4 separate regions of the Mus musculus genome follow, and all the other regions are linked to region 3. Evidence: chromatin contacts called from public HiCAR-type data. All regions are on one chromosome and are shown on one strand. The core of a region is the stretch at or near the end of the contact, and the rest is flanking DNA. Distances in the headings are between cores, read along the strand shown. Region 1 holds the start of Gle1 (GLE1 RNA export mediator (yeast)). Region 2 holds the start of Coq4 (coenzyme Q4). Region 3 holds the start of Nup214 (nucleoporin 214). Region 4 holds the start of 2600006K01Rik (a long non-coding RNA gene).

What was found. HiCAR-type assays count read pairs that join an accessible place to other places.
Region 1: a HiCAR-type map of astrocytes shows a contact between it and region 3, with 6 times the contacts expected there. The contact joins the promoter of Gle1 here to the promoter of Nup214 in region 3. A contact is called at or near these places in 2 of 39 promoter capture datasets (liver and pre-B cells), 2 of 115 datasets of contacts at active chromatin or transcription factors (astrocytes and embryonic forebrain) and 3 of 9 other capture datasets (adipose tissue, embryonic stem cells and liver).
Region 2: a HiCAR-type map of astrocytes shows a contact between it and region 3, with 4 times the contacts expected there. The contact joins the promoter of Coq4 here to the promoter of Nup214 in region 3. A contact is called at or near these places in 1 of 39 promoter capture datasets (pre-B cells), 1 of 115 datasets of contacts at active chromatin or transcription factors (astrocytes) and 2 of 9 other capture datasets (liver and pancreatic islet).
Region 4: a contact with region 3 is called in a HiCAR-type map of astrocytes, with 5 times the contacts expected there. The contact joins the promoter of 2600006K01Rik here to the promoter of Nup214 in region 3. A contact is called at or near these places in 3 of 39 promoter capture datasets (liver and pre-B cells), 1 of 115 datasets of contacts at active chromatin or transcription factors (astrocytes) and 1 of 9 other capture datasets (liver).

Annotation. Positions count from the first base shown.
Region 1 is chr2:29,931,379-29,936,736 of GRCm38.p6, reverse strand. Gle1 (GLE1 RNA export mediator (yeast)) reads right to left here and starts at 1,328. Exons shown (of 16, transcript NM_028923.3): 1 at 1,139-1,328; 2 at 500-727. The coding sequence starts at 1,237. It overlaps Odf2 (outer dense fiber of sperm tails 2), which reads right to left. Exons shown (of 21, transcript NM_001369060.1): 21 at 4,991-5,358.
Region 2 is chr2:29,784,483-29,790,137 of GRCm38.p6, reverse strand. Coq4 (coenzyme Q4) reads right to left here and starts at 2,645. Exons shown (of 7, transcript NM_178693.5): 1 at 1,781-2,645; 2 at 1,570-1,701; 3 at 139-235. The coding sequence starts at 1,853. It overlaps Trub2 (TruB pseudouridine (psi) synthase family member 2), which reads left to right and starts at 2,467. Exons shown (of 8, transcript NM_145520.5): 1 at 2,467-2,635; 2 at 3,531-3,662; 3 at 5,111-5,185. The coding sequence starts at 2,527.
Region 3 is chr2:31,971,712-31,977,094 of GRCm38.p6, reverse strand. Nup214 (nucleoporin 214) reads right to left here and starts at 2,645. Exons shown (of 36, transcript NM_172268.2): 1 at 2,487-2,645; 2 at 400-595. The coding sequence starts at 2,531. It overlaps Aif1l (allograft inflammatory factor 1-like), which reads right to left. Exons shown (of 6, transcript NM_145144.1): 6 at 3,653-5,383.
Region 4 is chr2:29,867,487-29,873,250 of GRCm38.p6, reverse strand. 2600006K01Rik (a long non-coding RNA gene) reads left to right here and starts at 2,840. Exons shown (of 3, transcript XR_003954007.1): 1 at 2,840-3,691; 2 at 3,881-4,679; 3 at 4,856-4,900. Cercam (cerebral endothelial cell adhesion molecule) reads right to left here and starts at 3,757. Exons shown (of 12, transcript NM_207298.2): 1 at 3,526-3,757; 2 at 2,118-2,228; 3 at 1,859-1,976; 4 at 554-688; 5 at 239-443. The coding sequence starts at 3,713.

The DNA.
Region 1 (5,358 bases), core at 79-2,578, 2.0 Mb after region 3:
GCACTAGGGCTGGTGAGATGGCTCAGTGGGTAAGAGCACCCGACTGCTCTTCCGAAGGTCAGGAGTTCAAATCCCAGCAACCACATGGTGGCTCACAACCATCCATAATGAGATCTGACTCCCTCTTCTGGAGTGTCTGAGGACAGCTACAGTGTACTTACATATAATAAATAAATAAATCTTAAAAAAAAAAAAAAAAAGAGTTCCAGCACTAGAGAAGAAGAGACAGGATGATTTCTGGGACTACTGGCCAGTTAATCCTAATTGATGAGCTCCAGGCCAATGAGGGACACTTGCCTCACAACCCAAGATGAGGCCTCTGAGACTCAAGACCTAAAGTTGATTTCTGGCCTCCACACACATGCGCATACACGCATACCAACAGTGGATGATACGATGATATGGGAAACAAATCGTCTCCCCCAAGTCACTGTCATGTGACTAAACATTTCAACCTTGCAGCCAACAAGTCTTTTGTCTTAAGCAAATTAAGCCTTACCTGGGTTCCATTTGGTGATGAGGGTGACGGGGATTGTGGGCTACTTCTGACAGGAGATTTTAGTAGTGAGGATTGGTACAAGCCAGATGCAGATCCAGAGGATGGTGAATTATCAGAAGAAGGAGCACTCTCTTGCGTGTGGCCTGAGGTGTTGGGTAGGATGTGATCTACCACCCATCCAGAGTAAGAAGACAGTTTGGGAAGAGACATGCATTCTTCCAAAACATCCTAAAGAGAAGAAGGTTAAGCCTATTTATTTGTTTTTGTTCTTCTTGTTGTTGTTTTCTCTTTTTGGTTTTTCGAGGCAGGGTTTCTCTGGGCATCCCTGGCTGTCCTGGAACTCACTCTGTAGACCAGGCTGGTCTCGAACTCAGAAATCTGCCTGCCTCTGCCTCCCAAGTGCTGGGATTAAAGGCGTGCGCCACTATGCCCGGCACGGTTAACCCTATTTGTATGTCCATTGGTAAGTATAAGACATTATTACATGTGATGCTTAACAGCTGAAGGCCCAAGCAAATAAGTTAATACAGAAGATAAAAAAAAAAAGGATCGCAGCCCGTCCCGTCCCGTTCCCACTCCCGGTCCTCCACCGCGGTCACTAGGGAGCCTGCTAAACGCGGGCCGCGGGCCGCCGCTCACCTCGTAGCGCAGCAGCCACTCGCGGTCGTAGCGCAGGCGGCCTTTGCTGGTGTTGCGGAGCGCCCTCAGAGTTTCCCAGCAGCGACCATCGGACGGCATGGCATGTCACCAGCTGACACGACTGACAACAAACCCTCGAATCCGCCGCCGAGGTGGCGCCGCCTTCCGCTTCCGGGGTGTCCGCCCCACATCCGGCGCAGCCTCTCCGTAACGGTCGCAGAACCTGTCCGTCAGCAGCGCCCCGCCCACTAGTGAGCGCCGCCCCCTGGCCAGAGCAAGAATGCGGGATTGAGGCTAAACTAGCGAGCCTACGTGGATCTGAATCTCAATGTAATTTCTCGCAGTCACAATTGCCAGGGTGATGCTCTGCGGTTTTTGACCCATCTACTGCTCATGAGTCCGTGACAGCGGTTTGAGGTGGATAAGAACCTCAAGAGAACAAGCAGTATTTTTTCTGTTCGGGCGTTAACAGTCCTTACTGTCCTTGTGGTGGAGCCTGGTTCATTTTCCAACACCCCATGATAGCTCACAACAGAAACTCCAACTCAGACGGTTCCATTGCCCTCTTTGTGGACTTTTACTCTACGCACGCACATCATACATACATACATACATACATACATACATACATACATACATACTTTTTTTACTAAAAAAAAAATCTTTGGACTTCTAATAAAATATTTTACAAACGTTAATACAAGAGTCCCCCAAGAATGATCTGGGTGAAGCGTTACATAACTTAAATCCCAGCACTCAGGAGGCAGAGGCAAGCAGATCTCTTGAGTTCCAGGCCAGCCTGGTCTACAGAGTAAGTTCCAGGACAGCCAGGAAAAGGCCTAGCTAGGAAAAAAACTTCCCAGGAATGGACCCCAATCCAAACAGTTCTACAGCTCAACACTGTGGTGCACAGCTTACACTAGTTCAGAAAATAGAATCGAAATTACATACCCACACATGCATGTGGTGGTCTACATTTGACAACTTTTTTTTTTTTTTATTGAGAAATTGTGTAGGAGCCAAGGCATGGTGGTGCATGCCTTCAGTCTTGGCACATGAGAGGCAGAGGCAGGGGATCTGAGTTGAAGACAAGGCTGGTCTACATGAGTTCTGAGCCACCCAGAGCTATATGGTAGGACCCTGGCTCTCAGGAAAAGGTATATTTATTTTCAACATGTATGAAAATGTGCATGTGATTACCGTAGGTGCCTTCTAAGACCAGAGGAATCGAATGTCAAAGGAGCTGGACTGTTGCTGGTGGATGTGACCACAAATGTGGTCAGCACCTTAGCTGCATTTCTCCAGCCCACCTTGATAAAGTCAAGGTTCTTTCCTCTGTGTCCTGGATGGATGCTTCCCCTCGCACAACCAGTAGTTAACCAGTGAACTCTCTCCAGCGCCAATCTCTGGAATTTTGGACTTGGGTGAGAGTGGCTGAGATGCTATAGTTACCTGAATGAGAATGGCCGCCATAGGCTCATGATTTGACTATCTGGTCTCCAGGTGTTGAAACTGCTTGGGAAAAATTGTGTCTTTACTAGTGGAGGTGTTCGTTAGTGTAGGCTTGGGGGTTTCAAAGGACTTGTGATTCCTGGTGCTCCTCCGATGCCTCCCAGTGTGGATCCAGATGTGAACTCTGTACTATGTAGTCCACAATTACGAACTCTAACCCTCTCAAACAATAGGCCAAATTCAACTTTTTTTTTTTGTGGCCAGGATGTGGTGGTGCATACCTCACTCTGTAGACCAGGCTGGCCTCGAACTCAGAAATCCGCCTGCCTCTGCCTCCCGAGTGCTGGGATTACAGGCGTGTGCCACCATGCCCGGCTTGCCAGTTCCAGAACTGGTCCTGGGATGCAAGTGTTTTATTCTACATGGATCTTCAAAGCAGCATCTTTTGAGAGAGCTTGAGCTGATGTTGGATCTATGAAGGTGGCAGAGTACTGGAGCTTTGGCTAGGACTGAGTCTTATCTATGGAGCTGAGTCTGATGTGTCTAAAACTGCTACAGATTGAACTGGGTCCATGGCTTTTGTTGATGAAAATGGACCAGTGGTTGCTGTAGTCTGGGTATGGGCAGCCAGCACCACACCCAGAATGTTCCCCAGGACCAGTCAAGACTGAAGAAGGGATGGGAAGATTCCAGGGGTGCTGGGTGGAAAGAGGGAGCCAACATCTGCTAGGCTTGGGGACACAGGATCACTGCTGGTGCAGTGAGTGTGGGCTCTCCCACCTCAATTCCCAGGAGATTTTATATGTTTTTGGGGATGCTCCCGAAAGTATCTAGACCTCCTGTTCTTAAGCCATATCCAGATCTGGTATTCCATCACATATACACTTTGTGCCAGCTCCTGGCATTGTTTGAAGGAAGGAGACTTGGACTTTACAAAGAATTTTTCCAGCTTACTCTTTTGTTCTGGGCTATACCTGGTGCAACCTCTCCACTACTTGATAGACTTTTGGGGAACATGTGGCCTTGGAAAGACCTGAGGAGCCACAAGTGGAGCTGAGGGACAGGGGCAAACTTGAAAGCCTGGGTTCACTGGGGATCCTGGAGACATCTGTAATCCTTCAAGATGTGTGTGTGTGTGTGTGTGTGTGTGTGTGTGTGTGTGTGCATGTGGGGTGTGTGTGTGTGTGTGCATGTGGGGTGTGTGTGTGTGTGTGTATGTGTGTGTGTTGTGGTCTTTGGCAATAATGAGGCATTAAGGGGACCTGGATCCACTTAGAGACATTCAGGTAATATAGGGTGCTTTGGGGCATTTGGTGAAAATGAGGCACTAGCAGGGCTGGAGGCATTTGAAGATCTGGGGGACAATGAAGGTCTAGAGATCCAATGTGTAGGTAGAATTTGTGGGGGAGCATTCTGCATTGGAAAGCCTGGAAAATCAGGTGGCCCCCCCGCATCTTAACATACTTGGTTGGTGATGGTGGATGGGCAGGGTCCTGAGGCTGGAGAGATGAGCTGGGTCAGCAGTTGAACACATGTTACTCTTATTGAGAGCATGGTTTCAATTGCCAGCATGCATGGTGGTTCTCAACCATCCCCAACTCTAGTACCAGGGATGCTGATGCCCTCTTCAGAGAGCACCAAGAACATGTGTGTGTTTCACAGCACATACATACATGCAGGCCACCCACACATAAAATATGTACACAAATCCAATTTAAAATGAATGGGGGCAGGGGGTAGTAGTGGCTCATGCCTTTAATCCCAGGACTTGGGAGGCAGAGGCAGGTGGATTTCTGAGTTTGAGGCCAGCCTGGTCTACAGAGTGAGTTCCAGGACAGCCAGGGCTACACAGAGAAACCGTCTCAAAAAACCAAGGGAAAAAAAATGGAAAGAAAAACAAAAACCAACCCTAGGCTCTCCCATGTGCACATTCTAATCAGGACTACACAGAGAAACCCTGTCTTGAAAAACAGAGGGAAAAAAAATGGAAAGAAAAACCAAAACTAACCCTAGGCTAGCCCATGTGCACATTCTAATCAAGTGTTCTCTCCCACGAATTCAATGCAGGAAAAGAAAAAATGGCCCCAAATCTTATCACCCAGAAAGTGGGTAGCATTTAATAGCAAACATAGGCACACCCCACACCTATGCTTGTAAGTGATCCTCCGCAAACCCTAAGCATCGAGGCCTGATGGGTGCCTAACCTCAGGCCACCAGATGGTTTATCTTCTGAAACCAACAAAGAGCAGCTGCCTATCTTGCCCACAATGAAATGAAAGGTGGGTAATTGACACATCAAGGACTTTCTCACAGAGTGCTTACGACAGGTATGTGTCACCTCACTCAGCTTGATCATTTATAAAGTAAGGAGGGGATAAGGGAAATCAAAGGAGTCTGACATAGTGATACAAACTTTATTTCCTGTAAAACCACACAAAAATTTCAAAAATAAAGGAATCCCAGAGATACAAAGAGAACTGACAAGCAATGAGATAGGAATTCTGATTGTCAGGCCGGATGGTCGTGAGGAACAAGTGGCCTATAGGAAACAGACATGGGAGGTTTCCCCGGGCACCAAGGAGAACACTGCTTCCTGCAGGACCCACCAGGAGGAGAAAAGCTGACTCCCCTTCAGCAGAGCATCCACTACAGCTGGAACAATACAGATCACCATGGCCCCTGCGCAAGGATGACACCGTTGGGTATTGTTCCTGGAGTAAGAGGCTGGGAGTTGCAGTTCCCAGAACTGTGAAACCAGACCACATGGT
Region 2 (5,655 bases), core at 1,396-3,895, 2.2 Mb after region 3:
GTATAATCCCACATACATATATGCGTGCTCCTGGCTTTGAGCAGTGTCCCAGGCAATATATCCACCCATGGTCCTCTGAAGGGCTCCTAACAGGATGAGGACAGACACACCCCTGCCAAAAGCAAAGTTGGGACCTACTGTAGAATCTGGGCACCCTCTGGATCCTTCTTCATCTGGTCCCTGAGGAATTTCAGGGTGTGGCATCCTGTGGTCTCCCCTAGAACTGCAACCATGTCTGAAAGGACAGAGATGGGAAAAGACAGAGAATGGATTCTTTTGTTTGTTTGTTTTTGAGACAGTTTCTTTTTGTAGTACAGGCTGGCCTGGAACTCATTATGCAGACCAGGCTGGCCTCAAACTCAGAGATCTTTCTGCCTCTGCTTTCCAAGTGCTATATTAAAGGCGTGTACCACTAGGACAGTTAGGTTTCTCTGTATAGCCCTGGCTGTCCTGGAACTCACTTTGTAGACCAGGCTGTCCTCGATCTCAGAAATCCACCTGCCTCTGCCTCCCGAGTGCTGGGATTAAAGGCGTATGCCACCACACCCGGCTAGCTACTATCCTTAACATTACAAACCTATAGGAATATGGAGGCTTTCATCAACAGCAGGAACCACTTTCATAGACCATTATCAAGACAGAGTGTCTTGTTTCCACCGGCCTTGAGATTAAATGGTGATGAATGGCAGTAACTAGGCTGACACAGTGCTTGCTTAGCACACCCAAAGCCCTGAGTTTGGTTCCCAGCATCATATAAACTGGGTATGAGGGTAGCACACACCTGTAGTCCCAGCATTCAGGAGGTAGGGAGGCAGGGTGATCAGGAATTCAAAGTCATCCTTGGCTATCTATGGAGTTAGGGGACAGCCCAGTCTATAAGAGACCTTGCCTCAACAAAACAATTTTTAAAAAATGGCGCTAGAGTTGAGTGCAGGTACAGTCACCAGATCCTATATAAACCATGCCACATGTCTCTTCTTTTACTTCCTCCCATCTTTTCTTTCTTTGAGCAAAGACTGGGTATGTATGGAAAAAGAAGCTGATCTTGCCAGGCAGTGGTGGCGCATGCCTTTAATCCCAGCACTTGGGAGGCAGAGGCAGGCGGATTTCTGAGTTCGAGGTCAGCCTGGTTTACAGAATGAGTTCCAGGACAGCCAGGGCTACACAGAGAAACCCTGTCTTGAAAAAACCAAAGCCAAACAAACAAAAAGAAGCTGATCTTGAACTGTTTCAGCAAAGAAAATCCTGAAGATCATGGCCCTTACCAAGTTTACTTACTACCCAGTGAGAATGCTGTAATTTGGTGTGTACCTGGTCATTCAGCCCAGAGATTAATATGCTAGGGTGACACTCTTCCAAGAATTACAAAAAGGCAGACTTGTAGACTTCACGTTTCTTTCTTCCTCTCCTCCCTGTGCCCAGAAGACCCAAAACAGTTCTAGCTAGAATCAGGCACCTGATTATCATAAACGATCCTGGGAAATATGATAGGCGCAGCCAGGTTTGGATGCCCACAAACCAAGTCTTCACCGGTCCCAGCTTTCGAGACCGAAGAGTAAACCGTCTTACCGTGGCGATAGGGGTTGTAGAGAGCCATTCCCGCCGCGCCCGCAGCCAGCAGCATCTTTTGCAGCGGGGTGGTTGGGATGTGGTCCGGGTACAGCAGGCGGGCGCCATGGCTCCCGGCCCTGAGGGGTACATCTGCGAGCAGAAAAGAGGTAAAGGTGAGAGGAGTCCGGTCCCTCTGGTCGCCGCGGACACTGGAATCAGAGCTGCTCACCTACAGCTGGCCGCGTACGGGGCCGAAGACTGCGGTGGAGGCGCAGGGAGCGAAGCAGCAGCAGGGTCGCCATGGCAGCGGACGTCCGCGTGGTTAGGCGGGGCTCCGCAGGTACTACGGAGGCCCGAGAAGTCAAAAGACTCCTGGGACACTGCACTCACTGTGGCTTTTTGATCGGAGATGTTGTAATATGGACAGGAGCATGAGAAGGAAAGCCACAAGATCTGTTTGCCACTGAAGTAAAACAACTGCTGTGAGCCAGGCGTTATTTATAACGTAGGCCTGTCAACCCAGCATTTGAAACCTGGAGGCCGTAGGATCAGTTCGAGATCCTTCTTGGCTATTTCTTAAGTACGAAGGCAGTACTAGAGACCTTGTCTCAAAAACCAAGCCTGATGTGAATTACTCGTCACTCCAGATCTTGGAAAAGTGGAGACAGAAAAGTAATGAATTCTCGGCAACTTAGCAAGTTTGAGGGCAGCCTGGGATATATGAGAAACAAACAAACAAAAAACTCCTGAAAAGAATTCAAAAATAACATAACCGAGAATTCGGTTGCTCGATATCCGGCCCTATTTTCTTCTCCATCTCTTATTTCCCCCCCGGAGGGCAATAAGAAAAGAACCTCTTCCTGCCAAGGAAACAAGGCGGCTACCTACAGTAGGGACCACATTTGGGAAAGGACCACGCAGCACTTCCGCCCGCATCCCCGCTTCTGGATGATGTTGAACCGCTGAGTTCCAGCCATGGGTTCTTCTGGCCTAGCTCGGCTGCAGGGGCTCTTCGCTGTCTATAAACCTCCGGGGCTGAAGTGGCTGCACTTGCGTGAGACCGTGGAGTTGCAACTGCTTAAAGGTGAGAACTCCGACGCGGACCCACGGTTTTGCTTTAGTTCTTTCTGATGTGGAGTGAGGTCACGTGGTTCGTTTGCCGGGTTGTAGCTGTTTCTTGTTTGTTTGTTTTTTTTCTCTTGTACACATTTCGTTACTACCCACTCTCCGCTATTTTCCTTTAGAGAAATTCATTCTATAGTGTTGGGTTTTTTTTCGCGGTTTCTGTTACAGAGTTAGAATTTGAACTTTTTTTTTTTTTTTTTTTTTTTTTGCCTTTTGAGACAGGGTCTTTTCTAATTAATCCGACCTTGAAATCAGTGAGGCACTGAGAATTCTGACTCTCCTGACTCCACCTGCCAGATGCTGGGATCACAAGCGTGACCACCACCCCGACCCTCAAACACCAATTTTTTTCTTTGCCTTTTTTTCCTTTCTTTTATTTTCTTAAAAACTGTCATGTAGCCTCAAATTTGCTATGTAAGATGAAGATAACCTTGAACTTTTGACTGTCCTGCCTTCACTACCCAAGGTCTTAGACTACATCTGTGTAGTACCACCTCCCATTAGGGTGCTGGGGATGGAACCCGGGGCGTCTTGCGTATTGTGCAAACACTCCATGAATTGAGCTACACTTCCAACCTAGGATTTTTGTTTTGTTTGTTTGTTCTTCACTTTTTAGAGAATGGTTTCTCTGTATACCCCTGGCTGCCCTGGAAATAACTCTGTAGATCAGTCAGGCCTTGAATTCAGAGATAGGCCCGCCTCTTGCCTCCCCAGTGCTGGAATTAATGATACCTGGCTTCTGAAGGAGTCATAGTACGTTTTCTACGATACACAAATCCATCTTCTATGCTACCATCTCTCTACCCCTTCTCTTGCGGGTTGGAAAAGTACTGACTGTGTTCTTTTGTGCTTAGGTCTCAATGCCCAGCAGCCTCCTGCTCCTGATCAGCGTGTTCGCTTCTTGCTAGGCCCTGTGGAAGGCAGTGAAGAGAAGAAGTTGACTCTCAGAGCCACCAATGTACCCTCCCTCACCACCCACAGACTTGGTAAGGCAGAGTCAGACAGGACCCTGGCCGTGATGTTAGAGGAAATCCCTGGCCTGAGTTAGATTTCTAGCCCAGGGTTTGGCAAACTTCCCTAGAGAGGGAAGATTTTAAACAGCTTCTGCCTACAGCCTTGTGTTTTCCTTGGCTCTGCTCCTCTTTGCTATTGTAATGCAAAGCATCTCTAGACTGTAGGAAAGGAGAGAACCTTCTTGTATTTTAGTCAAGACTGGAGTGCAGCCACATGGTTGTGGTGCACGCCTTTAATCCCAGCTCTTGGGAGGCAGAGGCAGGCGGATTTCTGAGTTTGAGGCCAGTCTGGTCTACAAAGTGAGTTCCAGGACAGCCAGGGCTATACAGAGAAACCCTGTCTCGAAGGAAAAAAAAAAAAAAAAGGCTGGAGTACAAAACAGCTATTTTGAGAGCAGTTATAAACACCGGTGTCCAGCAGCCTTTGTCTTCTATGGGAGACTGAAAGGATCATTTAAATTTAGGAGTCCCTGGCCAACCTGGGCAACACAGTGAGACCCAGTCTCAAAACAAAGTAGACTTGATGATTTGACTTGTGAACTACACTTTGCTGACTCTTAGCTATTCTAGGACTCTCTAGGGAAGCTGAGAACTTCTGGTAGACCTGTGTTATTAATACCTGCTCTGTATTAGACATCATGTTATCTTTGTCCTCACCCCAGTTCTGTGAGGTAGGTCCCTTATTAAAAAAAAACAAAAACAAAAACGTATTATTTGTATGTATGTGTGCACACCAAGGCCTGGGTGTGAAAGTCGGAGGGCATCTTTTGGGAATCACTTCTCTCAGGCCACCATGGGTCCCAGGATCAAACTGAAGTCATCAGGCGTGGCAGCCTTTACCCACTGAGCCACCTCGCCAGCTCTTGTTTTTGTGTTTTGAGACACAGCCTCCTGTAGTCCAGGCTGGTCTTGAACTCACTGTATAGTTAAATATGACCTTGAAGTCTGGATTCTGATCCTTTTGCTTCTGCCTCCCAAGTGCTGGGGCACATTAAGCTGTAGTCAGTCTTTTAGTGGTCAAGACACTGAGTCTGGGGCCATAGGTCAGTATTGTAGACAGACAGACCTAGGTCCCACCTTAGGGAGCTCACTGATTCAGGAGGAGAATGGCCAGGTTTTCTATCAGCACACGATGTGCAGAGAAGCCCAGAATCTTGATCCCCAGTGTGATGCCTGATCTCAAAGCCTCAAATGGGGCGAATAGTGATAGGCAGAGGAAGAAGAGTCTTGCGTTGCCCTTTCTCTGGGCCCAGGGAACTAGGGAAATAGTGGTTCCAGCTTCCGAGGAAGAGAAGCCTGGAAATACAGCCTAGCATAATTTGATCCCCATGAGGCCCTTCTGTTCTTGGAATGAGGGCCTCTTGCCAAAGTTACCCTCAAGGCTCATTAGTTGAAGAAATGAACTGGCTTTTTCTTTCCAGTACGTGGTCCAGCATTCACAAACCTGAAGATCGGTGTGGGACATCGCTTGGATGTCCAGGCTTCTGGTGTGCTTGGTAAGTCTGGGGATGTGGTGCTGTGAGCTTGGAGAAGGATCAGAAGGTGATCCAGGGCCCAGCCCACAGCTTATCTGACCTCACTCTCTTACTTTTCTCTCCACTGAGTCTCTTGTCTCTTCAGCTGGGCAGGTCCCACCTCTGTCAAGGGATTCCTTCCTGCATGACACGTGGTTCAAGGCCTTTATGGACATTTGTTCACCATACCCATGACAGATGCTGTGTAATGTTACCAGTGAAGAGAGTAAGACTGGAGCTGAGGCCTGGCCACTAAATACCCATGGTCCCCAGAGGAGCTCCCATCGAGTTAGGGTGCAGCAGGCACATGGCTCTATCTCCTCTGGCTGCGGTTTGCATATTGCCAGAGTTGGATACAAAGCTCCAAGTCACAAGCCTTCTGTGGCCTCCGGGTCACATGGTAGCCCATTGTCCAGCCTCCACAGTCTTGGTTCCCTCTCTTTCTTCCTGAG
Region 3 (5,383 bases), core at 1,396-3,895:
TCTCCTGTACATAGGTAATGCTGCTTTAAATATCCCAAGACTCTTGCTATGGCCCTTGCTGAAAACACTTCTGCTCAATGCTGCAGACACACGTTTCCGTCTGCAGGGTGATACAGCCATGCCTTCTTCTGGATGGCTTCCCAGAGCCCACGTTCAACTGAGCACAACAGTAAGGTCTTCTTCCCTCTCATCTTAGAGAAGTGGCTCACAGAAACAATAGCAGAGAGCTGAAAAGAAAACTCAGAAAGGCCTTTGGCACCCTAAGTGGAAGCTCCCTGCAAGGCCAAAAGAAATCACAATTTTGACATCAGAATCGTGTCTTAGTAAGGAAATACACTGACTAGTATGCTACTGCAGCCCTGGCTCTGCTGCACACTATAAATCAAAGAACGTGCTTACCAATTTTATTGGGATCATCTCCAGGTTTATTTTGGATAAGAAGGCTTTTAGTAGGAAAAACATTCAAGCCATTGGTGCCACCAGCGAAGAGCATACCATACTTATTGGATATGGTAAGCACACTCGAGCGCTCCTTGGGCAACTCTTCAGGAGAGTCAAAGATCCTCACTTTCTTCAGTGCTCTAAACTGAAAGTCCTGTTTTAGAATAGGAAACAAGATCAAGGAAGAAATTAAATCATGTCTATTATCATAGTCCATAAATGCAATTTCAGGATAACAAAAATATACTTATTACCTTGAGGCCACCAATTTTGTTTTTAGACTCTGTATTTGGTGGTGCTTGGTATAATACTCATTAACATTTGCTGAATGAAATAAATAGAGAGGGCTGGAGAGAGGAAGCAATGGTTAAGAACACTGGCTGCTCTTTCAGGGGATCTAGGTTCAATTCCCAGAACCCACATAGCAGCTCACAACTGTCTGTAACTCCAGTTCCTGGGGATCTAATACCCTCAAAAAGTGTTAATCTGTAATCACTTTGTTAAGCTCTATCTGTATCCTCCACCACACCTCCTAACTCTCCAGCTAGGGATTTTAGTGAAAAGAATATGACAGCTACAAGAGAAAATGTATTTCTACAGAACCTTATGAAATGCTTCATAAAGGGTGTCTAGCACACCCACACATACTAATTTTCTTGCAGTCCATGTTTAATACATATTTACTGGAAGATTTTTATGAGCATTGGTGTTCTGCCTGCATGTGTCTGTGTGAGAATTAGAGCTACAGACAATTGTGTGCTGCCCTGTAGGTGTTGGGAATTGGACTCAGGAGCTCTGGAAGAGCAGTACTCTTAATCCCAGTTGAATACGGTGGGTAAAAGTTCACACAAATTTCCCCATGAGGCCACACTGGCCATTCATAAAGAAACAAATCATCTATCTTTTTTGATATTATCATCCTAATAGTCATGACTGTACCACTGGGGCTTGGTGGCTTTTTTTGTGGTGGGCCAGTGTGATGAAGCAACACAAAAGAAACAAAACAAAACAAAACAAAACAAACACAACAGACAAACCCAAAACCCAAACCTCTCCTTTCTGCTTTTGGCAGGAATTAAAATACTGCTATTAGCCCTGTGGTTCTAAATTCTCTACCCGAACATATCTGAGGAACATGAAGCTTGCCCATTACCGGGCTCAGCACATGTGCTGACTCAAGGAAGAGCCACTGTTTCTAAGCATGATATGGAGCACTCGACCCATGTGCATTTTAGCGACTCACCGGTCACACAAATGGCTAACACCTTCCTGCAACTCACTCATTTCCAACTGTCTACGGTCCCCTGCCTTTCCATTCTGTCAGAGTATATAAGCCAACTATTAACACAGTATCCAGAAGTTGTAGCATGGGGATCACTTAGGGTTCGCTTGCTTTTCCTTTAGTCTCATGAGTTCAAGCTGATTTCCAGTGCCAAACTTGACTTCCTGTTCCTACTAACTAGGGGTTTTGAAGGCAGATAGTGTTTCTTGGCTCCACTTTAGGTAGTTTGGACCACCCTCAAGTATAGAGAGCTAATAAGAACTGAGCGTCTAAGCCAACTGTGGTAATGCACACCAATAATCCCACCACTTGGGAGGTGGAGGCAGAGACAAGAGCCCAAGACCAGAAGCCACCTTGAGCTACAAGAGACCATGCCTAAATCGTAAGAGAGATGTAAGGCTTTTGCCACGTGACTTTGGATCATTTGCTTTCAAGGCTTCAATGCGCTCCTCTTTCTAAGCTGGTCGTAAGGGCTGCAGCGACGGTGGCGACAGTACGTCTCACTCAATAAACAAGAATCGCTGTCACCAGTAAGGCGACCAGCCCATCAGAGTACCTGGGGTAACTCAGAAGGCGTGGACAAACCCACGCAAGGACAGGTACCTGCACTTGCAGGGAACTCAGGCCCGCGACACGCAGAGCTGCGGACGCTCTGTGGGGCGAGCGATCGCGACCCTGCGAACTGCAGGAGCAGCCGGCAGAGGCGAGGCTCCAAGGCAACTCCAGGACTACGCAGGCGGGGAGGCCCCGGCCAGGCTCTAACCTTCATCTCCCGCTCAGGGATCATGGCATCCATCTCGTCTCCCATCGTGCCGCCTTCAGGGTGTTCAAGTAGCTGCTGCTGGCGCTGCCGCTGCCACCCGCGGCCTTTCAAACACAGCTCAGGCCGCTCAGGCCTCAACTTCCTTCCCTCAGCGCCCGCGGCGCGTGGTAGATGCGCGTTTCCGGCGCGCGTGACTGACGTCACCCAGGCCGGTTTTTAGTGTGCTCGGAGGCAGTCGAGGGCTGCTCGGAAGTCGCGCGCTTGCCAATCCACAAGGCCCCATTGGCCGGTTCCGCGCAGTGGGTGTGGCCATGAGGCGCGGGCCGGAGTCCGCCTTCCTTTGGATGCTGCGTGCGCAGCCTCGCTATTTAATTTTCTTCCTTAGAGAGAGGCACGCTCGGCCTTCCTGAGACTCTCGATGCTTCCCGGTAGCACTTACCTGCAGGGCTCTTAGAAGCTTCCGACTTAGAGAAGTTAGGAACTTTTTTGCTGGGAAGAGCGGACAGAGAGGTTCGGTTAGCGGGTGGACTGCACTGTGTGCCGGTGCAGAACCCTTTTAAAAACGGAGAGGAAAAGGGACAAAAGATCGGTTTTGTTTACTGTTTTCAAGGCAATCGTTTCAGATCATAAGCCATATCCACTTCACATCGCAAATGGTGCGCGGCTATCATCTCAGCTTTTGGGGATTAGAGGGTCAGGAATTCAAGGTCTTCCTAGGCTACATAGCAATCTCTAGATATCCTGAGTTACATGGGACCCTGTCTGGAAAAAAATATGTAATAAGAGAATTCCACACAAAGCAGTTAAATTATCCAATAGCTTTCAGCCAGGAAGGGTTAAGATTCAGATCTGCGTATACTGACTGATGTTGAAGACATTTCTGGAGTAGAATTATAAAAGAGGTTCCTAACTTGGAGCTGGTGGGTCAGCTCCAGAGGGCACATTCTGTCAGATGCAGTCTCTCAACAAGTTGCATGTGTGCAAGCCTCTATTCATTGTAAAATGCTAACAGTAGACCTGGGTCTTGGGCTTAATCAGATGACGTCAACTGTCTGTCTGGGACATGGGAGACCCAGGACACACTCATTTACTTGGTACCTGTTGTCAGCTAGCTCTTCTGAATTTACTGAGCCCAGAGCTGTCCCCAAGAAACACAAAGACACTGATAAATTGCTCTAGTTTATTTCAGTCTGCAGGAGACCACATCCCATCCATACATACACACATGCACACAATAATGGCACTCACCCAAATCTACCTTACAAACATCTTTTGAGTCACAGGGCAAAGCCATACTTGGCAATCCCCAAACTGCTGGTTACACCAGTTACATTTGGTCTTTTTCAGAAATAAGGCAGCCGATGTCCCAAGAAAGCTAAGCCCTTAACTAGAGAGGTTAAAAACCCTGGAACCAACAGACACAACTTGAAATATATGCCAACTCCTCCATTAAAGGGTCATTCTTAAGTCTTCCCATAGATTGATCTTCAGACCACTGCCTCTTTCTGTGCTCTGCAGAGGTCAGTGGCACACTCCTTTATGGAGGTGGTGTGTAAGCTCATGAGTTGTGGACCCACTGAGCCGGCTGATTCTTCCTTCCTCTGTCACATAGAATAGGGACCCAATGCAGTCCAAGGTCCCAGCCCGCTCAGAGAAGGAAGGCAGGAGGAAATGGGGGCAGAGATGCTAATCTTAAAAGAAAAATAAGTCAAAGGATGGGGTGAGGGTAGACAGGATTTTATATTTATAGGGAGGAATGCTGGGGTTTAAACTTCAACTAGACTGTGCATTTGAAGCAGCTCCTAGGGCTGAAAATCAGCCAGTCATAGCGAAATGATCTCTCTCCTGAACTGAACTGGTTGAGACCAGAGGACGAACTGGAGCTAACCATTCCATGCCCTGTTTGCTTCACTCTCTCTCTCTCTCACTGCTGTGGGAACAGCACCCTGGGTATTGGACTGTGGAACAAGAGCCACAGGAAAAGCACATTAGCTCAACGCTTCCCTGTCTTTTCCACTTAAGGTTTTACAGAGGCTCCTCTGACACTTGCCAAATTATGAGCCCAGCTGGAATCCCTGGGACTACATGGTACTCACCTCTTGCACTCCCCCCCACTCCATATCATAGTCATTGGCTAGATTGGCTGGGAGTGATTCCCCAGTAGACATAAATTTCATACATCAGTCCATTTCACTGCCGGGTTCTGGACTCGTGTCATTGAGCAGGTGCTTGATAAATATGTGTGATGAGTGACTGTCTCGTCCTGAGTGCCCAGAGTAAATGGTTCCAGAACACAAGCAGGGTCAAGGCTGAGGTTCCCCACTCGGGTAAGACATTTGATACTTTGCTGCATGAATTCTTGGAAATGGTCTCTGAAGACCAGTCAGGAAGCTGTAAGGAAGACAATCTGCAAAGCTAGGCTTGGTGCTTACTGAAATCTCACTGCCAACCTGGAGGCCCTCAGGAGGGTGAGTCCTGACCCAAGGTGTTCCGTGGAGACCACACCTTCCTCAAGTATCAGGCTGGGAAATGCTGCTCTCTACCCTTTCCTTTGACCAATGCAGCCTAGAGCGGGTCTCCAGTCCACACTCTCTGATAGCCCCCACCAACCTTCAGCAAGGCACTTAACCCCTGGAGGCCAGCAGTGAAATGGAAGGACTGGCCCAGCTAAAATCTGCCATGTTACCTCCATCTAATCCCCAAGCTCCAGGACTTGAGGGATTTGAAAAGGGAGCTAGGAGTTGGACATAGCACACATGGAGACAAAGCAAGAGAACTTAAAGCTTGTAATACACACTCGATAAATAACTGAGGGAGTGAAGGGAGGGGAGAGTAGGGCAGGACAGTAAATAGCCGGATTGGGGCACTGTGCAATCAGACAGCCTGTTCTCTGTTTG
Region 4 (5,764 bases), core at 1,591-4,090, 2.1 Mb after region 3:
TCCATAAATATCTCCTCAGTGAAGCAATACCTAAAAGTGACAGATGGGGACAGCCACTAGCCCTTCTCCTCCACTAGGCAGTAAATTTAGGAAAGGTAATGGGTTTGGTGGTTTGACCCAAGGGACCAGCAGGAGTTGATAGGATGAAATGTGGGATGGAGATTGGCTAAGCAGGGGGACCAGCAGGTGCAAAGGCCTAGGGGTCCCCAAGGCCTGCTGAAGAAGGCCTGGTCCTCACCAGCAGCCTGGCAGGCATAGGCAAAGACAATGATGTCATCAAAAGGCCAACTGTAGTTGGGATGAGGAGGGTAGAAGGCAAGCCGGGCTGTTTCCTCAGTCTGCAAGGACAGCAGGAAGGTAGAGTGGACCATAGGGACCCGGAAGCAGCCCTGGCGCTGGCGGTTCTTAGTAGGGAAGTATTCAGCCGTGCGGCGATAGTAGCCCTGGAAGAGAGAATGTTTTGGGCTGAGGCCAAGCCTATCCTGGCTCAAAGGCCTTGAAGCCTCAGGATCTATCCTCCCCCTGGGGCTCTTGGGGCCTCACCCAGTCTCACCTGTGGAGTGATCCCACACCAAAAGTTGGAATAATAGGTCTGAGAGTCCAGCATCGGGGCCACCACCGGCAGCTGCCGATCTATGAGAAGCTTCAGTGTCTGGTTGTTAGTAAGAATGTTGTCTGTATCTGCGAACTTTGGAGAAGGACAGTGTCACAGGGAATCCTGTCTCAGACTCGGGACCAGAGTTCACTGAGGGGGAATTTCTTCAGAGTAGCTCTGAGCACACAGAGATCTAACCAGGGCCAGAGAGAGGCGCCTAGAAAGGTAAAGGCACTTGCTGCCCAGCTTGACAACTAGAATCCAGTCTCTGGGACCCACACAGTAGAAGGAACCAACTCTGGAAAGCCATCCTCTGACATGCACACACATACCATGGCATGTGCACTTATATATACATACATGCATACATACATACATACATACATAATACAGGATACAGGATACAGGATACAGATATGAGAAGGGGCTAACCATTTCTGACAAAGGGCCATTCTGAGATGCTGGCTTAGAGCAGAGCAAGTAGCAGATCTAAGAATCTTGTCTCAAAAAACCAAAAAACCAAAAAAAAAAAAAAAAAAGAGTGCTGGGGGGTGGTGGCACATGCCTTTAATCCCAGCACTTGGGAGGCAGAGGCAGGCGGATTTCTGAGTTCGAGGCCAGCCTGGTCTATAGAGTGAGTTCCAGGACAGCCAGAGCTACACAGAGAAACCCTGTCTCGAAAATAAAAAAAAGGACTGGTAGCTCTTGCAGAGCACCTGAGTTGGAAACCCATTGACCCAATGGTGACTCACTACTAAGTGGAGTTCGCTTCCAGGCCCCCTTCTGCCCTCTGTGGGCTGCATGCACCAAGACACCCACCTTTGAAAAACAAAAGTAAATCAGGTGGTGGAGGCACACACTTTGGATCCCAACCCTTGGGAGGCAGAGGCAGGAGGATCTCTGAGGCCAGACTGGTCTACAGCATGAGTTCCAGGACAGTCGGGATTACACAGAGAAACCCTGTCTCGAAAACCCAGTGAGCAAACATAACAAAAATATTGGAAAAAAATTCTATTCTGAGCTCTAATCCAGGGATCCAGGCTCAGTTTATACTCTTGGCATACAAAAGCTCAGGAATCTAGGAACAGCATATAACCTAAGACCTGTACAAGGAGCCAGGCTTAGTATCTAGTGTGAGCTTAAATACAGGGGTCTCAGCTCAGTCTTCAGAAGATCTGTCCTATAGACAGTTTGGTTATAACCAGACTTTATTGGAAGCAGGTCCTGAGGCCTCCCCCATACTCTGTAGCCAGGCTTTCTTACCAGGATGTAGTCAGCTCCCCAGTCCCTGGCAAAGGCCAGTGCTTCCTGCCTCAGCTCCATCAAAAACTGATGCCGTTCTTTGGTCCAGTGCTTGGGACCCTGTTCATCTGGGTAGGACCTGAAGTGGAGAAAGGTGAAATGCTCTCTTGAGAGAGGGGCCTCTCGTTCTCTGCATAGAATAGACATGCGTGCTCTGGGGGCTGTGCCCTGGGGAATAGCTGTTCACCATCTTCCAGTACCCTTGCCCTCGGTTAACCACCTGGCCTCCTCCTCAGGCTTCCAGACGACAGTCGCATAGTCCCGACCCACAGCAGCCAGCCATTCCCGGAGCATCCCTGTGGTGTTGTCCATGTTGTGATCTGTGGCACACCTGTGAGCACAACACAGAATGACTGTCCTGAGAGCGATGGGGCAGAGTTGTGCGCTCCAGTGGAGGTGCTGGAGGATGTCCTGTGTAGCCTCAGGCAAGGTCCATGCCTCTCTGTGCTTCACGTCTGTCCTTCTAATTTTGTGCATTGTACTGTGGGAATTGAACCCAGAGACTTGTACACATCAAGCAAGCCCCTGACCCCTGAGCCATCCTCGGCCTGAGTGCACTTGAAAAGTCCCTTGAGCTTAAAGATTGCACCTGCCACGTCCCTTCACTTCCGTCCCTCTTCATGGCTCCACACATCAGGCCTTTTCCAGCTCAGAATCAGACAAAACAGTCATTGCCTTTCTCTCCTTACCTAACTCCCCCCAGCTGTAATTAGGCTCACACCATGCTCCGACAACCCCTGAGAAGTGTTAGTGGTGATCCAAGTTCTGTTACCATGGAGCACAGCTTTCCCTCTGCTGGGGAGGGGGCTCTAGTAATGGAGGTGGAAGGCTTAGCCAAGAGCCCAGGTTTTAGGCGATGCTGTTCCTTTAAGCCAATTCCCCAGAACTACGTGTCAAGTCTTACAGGGGTGGGAACTAACTAACTCCCCAAGTGTGGTGGCTGTGGGCAGCCTCCCCAGGCCACAGCTCCACCCCAGCCCAACTTTGGTGTGCTGTGAGGAGTACTCTATCTCCAGCCTCTGCTCAGGCTCCTCCCTGTTTTGACTTTTTTAGACAGGGTACTGCAACCTCTGATCCCAGCGTCCCATGAGACCACACCCTTGGCTATCAGAACCAGCCAGCCCCTCTCTCTACCCAGAGAAGCTTAGCAGTACCACTCAGAAGGGCACCCGAGCATGCCGCCTGGAGCTGAGGGTTCCCTCCACCTGCTCTCTAGAAACCTCCAGTCTGACTGATCCTTTCTATGCTGGGCCCCAGGGGATTCCAGAGGTTCAGTCTGTTCTACCGCACATCAGGCAGACCACAGGTCTTTACTGCGATGTACTGCCGAGCCCCAAGGGCTAGGTCAGAAAGGACAGGCCTAACTGAAACCCAGGGGAAACCCGGGAAGCCGGGGACGCCCGAGACATGTAGGGAGCCCAAAGGAGGGGTGAGTGTCCCTGGGCTGAACCCTGGCCTCAGAGGTCTATTCTTGCCCCGCGGGGTCTAGGAATACTGTTGAAGGGCTGTCTGGGAGGGAGGAGCTTGTTCGGGTTGTGTCTGGGCAGAAGTAATGAGGCCTCCAGGTCAAAAGCCTTCCTGGGTCCTGGGGCTTGATGCCCATATGCACCCACCCCTGGATCTCTCACCAGAGGGCCAGCCTGGCCCGGGGGTAGTCCAGGCGCTCCAGCGCACCCAGGTAGTGGGGCAGAGAGTGTTCAGCATTGCGGGCCAGGATGGCAAGGACCACGGTGGGTAGCGTCGGCTCTGTGACACTGGCAGCCCGGAGCTGCTGCCCCAACAGGAGCAGCAGAGGTAGGAGCCGCGCAACGTGCATGGCGGGACTCGGTGGCTGTGGAGGGCCCCGGGTTTCCCACCACAGTAGGGAGGGGGCGGGATGGGCGGGGCATGGAGGCGGGGTCTTAGAGGGGCGTGGTTACTGCCTTGGGGCCCCTGCGCCCCTCTTAGGCGCCTGTACGCTCCGCTGTCCTCTTCTCCGCCCAGGCCCTAGAGGTCCAGGGTTAGGCACCTGCTCCAGACGCGTCCTGGGGTCCGCCTTCTCCGTGTGGACCTCGGAAGGCGTTGGCACGGAAGGAAGGATCCGTGGGCCATGGTGGACCGCTTGTACCATGGGCGTTCATCTCACTCCTGGAATACTGACACCCGGGATTCCCGGCTCTCTGCCTCTCAGCCGTGGAGGCTGCAGTCTTCGCGAGGAGCCCAGGTTCCCGCCCCCTGCTCCATCTGAGACGCCCTCTGGCGGCCTGAGGCAGTAACTCCACATACCCAGCAGATGACGCGATGAGTTGGAGAGCAAGCCCAAGCTTGGGGGAGAGGACTGAGTGCAGCTGATCTGGCCACTTCCGCGACCTCGCATCACCTCCGCAGGCTCCGGCCCTTAAAGCAAAGCCCTTCTTTCAATTGCTTTGTTTGTTTGTTTGTTTGTTTGTTTGTTTGTTTCGAGACAGGGTTTCTTCTCTGTGTAGCCCTGGCTATCCTGGAACTCACTTTGTAGACCAGGCTGGCCTCGAACTCAGAAATCCACCTGCCTCTGCCTCCCAAGTGCGGGATTAAAAACGTGCGCCACCACCGCCCGGCTTCAATTGCTTTTTAATACAATAAAATTAAAGATTGCATCTTTAACTTCCCAAATAAGACCTAAGCAACATCATCACATTGACTCTGAGGAGCATTTCGTTTGACACAATGTGTTTGTTTTTTCTTTTGAAAGAAGAGTTATTTGGGAGGGGATGCACTTGGTCCTGTGGAGGCTTGATGCGCCAAGAAGGAGGATACTAGAAGGGTGAGGAGGGAACAACGGGTGGGTGGGTGGTTGAGCTCCCTCTTAAAGGCGAAGGGGAGGGAGGTGGGATTGGGGAGATCCTGGAGGGAGGACTGGGAAGGGGAACAACATTAAAACATAAATAAGGGCTGGTGAGATGGCTCAGTGAGTAAGAGCACCTGACTGCTCTTCCGAAGGTCCGGAGTTCAAATCCCAGCAACCACATGGTGGCTCACAACCATCTGTAACAAGATCTGACGCCCTCTTCTGGAGTGTCTGAAGACAGCTACAGTGAACTTACATATAATAAATAAATAAGTCTTTAAACAAATAAATAATAATGATAATGATGGTAATAATAAAGCAGAGCCCACTCCGACTGAGGGTAGGACTTAGGGGTCACCACAGAACCTCTGATGGCAACCCATCCCGCTTCCAAAATAGGAGATACAGCCTCCTTTGGGACAGAGCAAATCTTGGGACTCTGTTAGAATGAAAGGGAATCTCCAACCTCTCTTAGGAGAGAAAAAAGGATGAGGGAAAGGGGCTTAAGATATTCTTGCTGGGTATCTGTCACCAATCTCTGACAGTCACTTTCCCTGAGTCTCCTGATTCTCACAGGTAAAACCTGACTGATGATGGCTAATGTGAAGGTTTGCTACAGGGAGACCTTGAGCATGAATGCACTTGAGGCGCGCTCTCTCTCTCTCTCTGGGTAGGGAGCCTGAGCCAGGCCTCTGCATCCATCTACCTTCCCTCTGCCTGAATGGTCTGCTTTCCTAGATAGAGCTGCTCTTTAGCTCTTCGGGACACTAGGAAAGTGGAAGGACACACTCCCTCTATTGAGAGAGGATGGAAGGAGCAGGTTCAACAACGAAAGCGCTTACCTGATGATGAACAGTCTCCCGGGGGCTGGACACTGGACTCAGATCTCTACCCTGGCTTTGGTCACAGCTTCCTGTTGGACTCTTTCCAGGCCAATGGTCCTGCAATGAGAAGGGCCCATGAAAACATCCTGGAGGGAAGGGGGAAGGCAGCGTCCTCTCTTTTGCATGGCAGTCTCCGGCACAGGGATTGCTGGTCCCCATTGTGGATTCTCTCTAAAG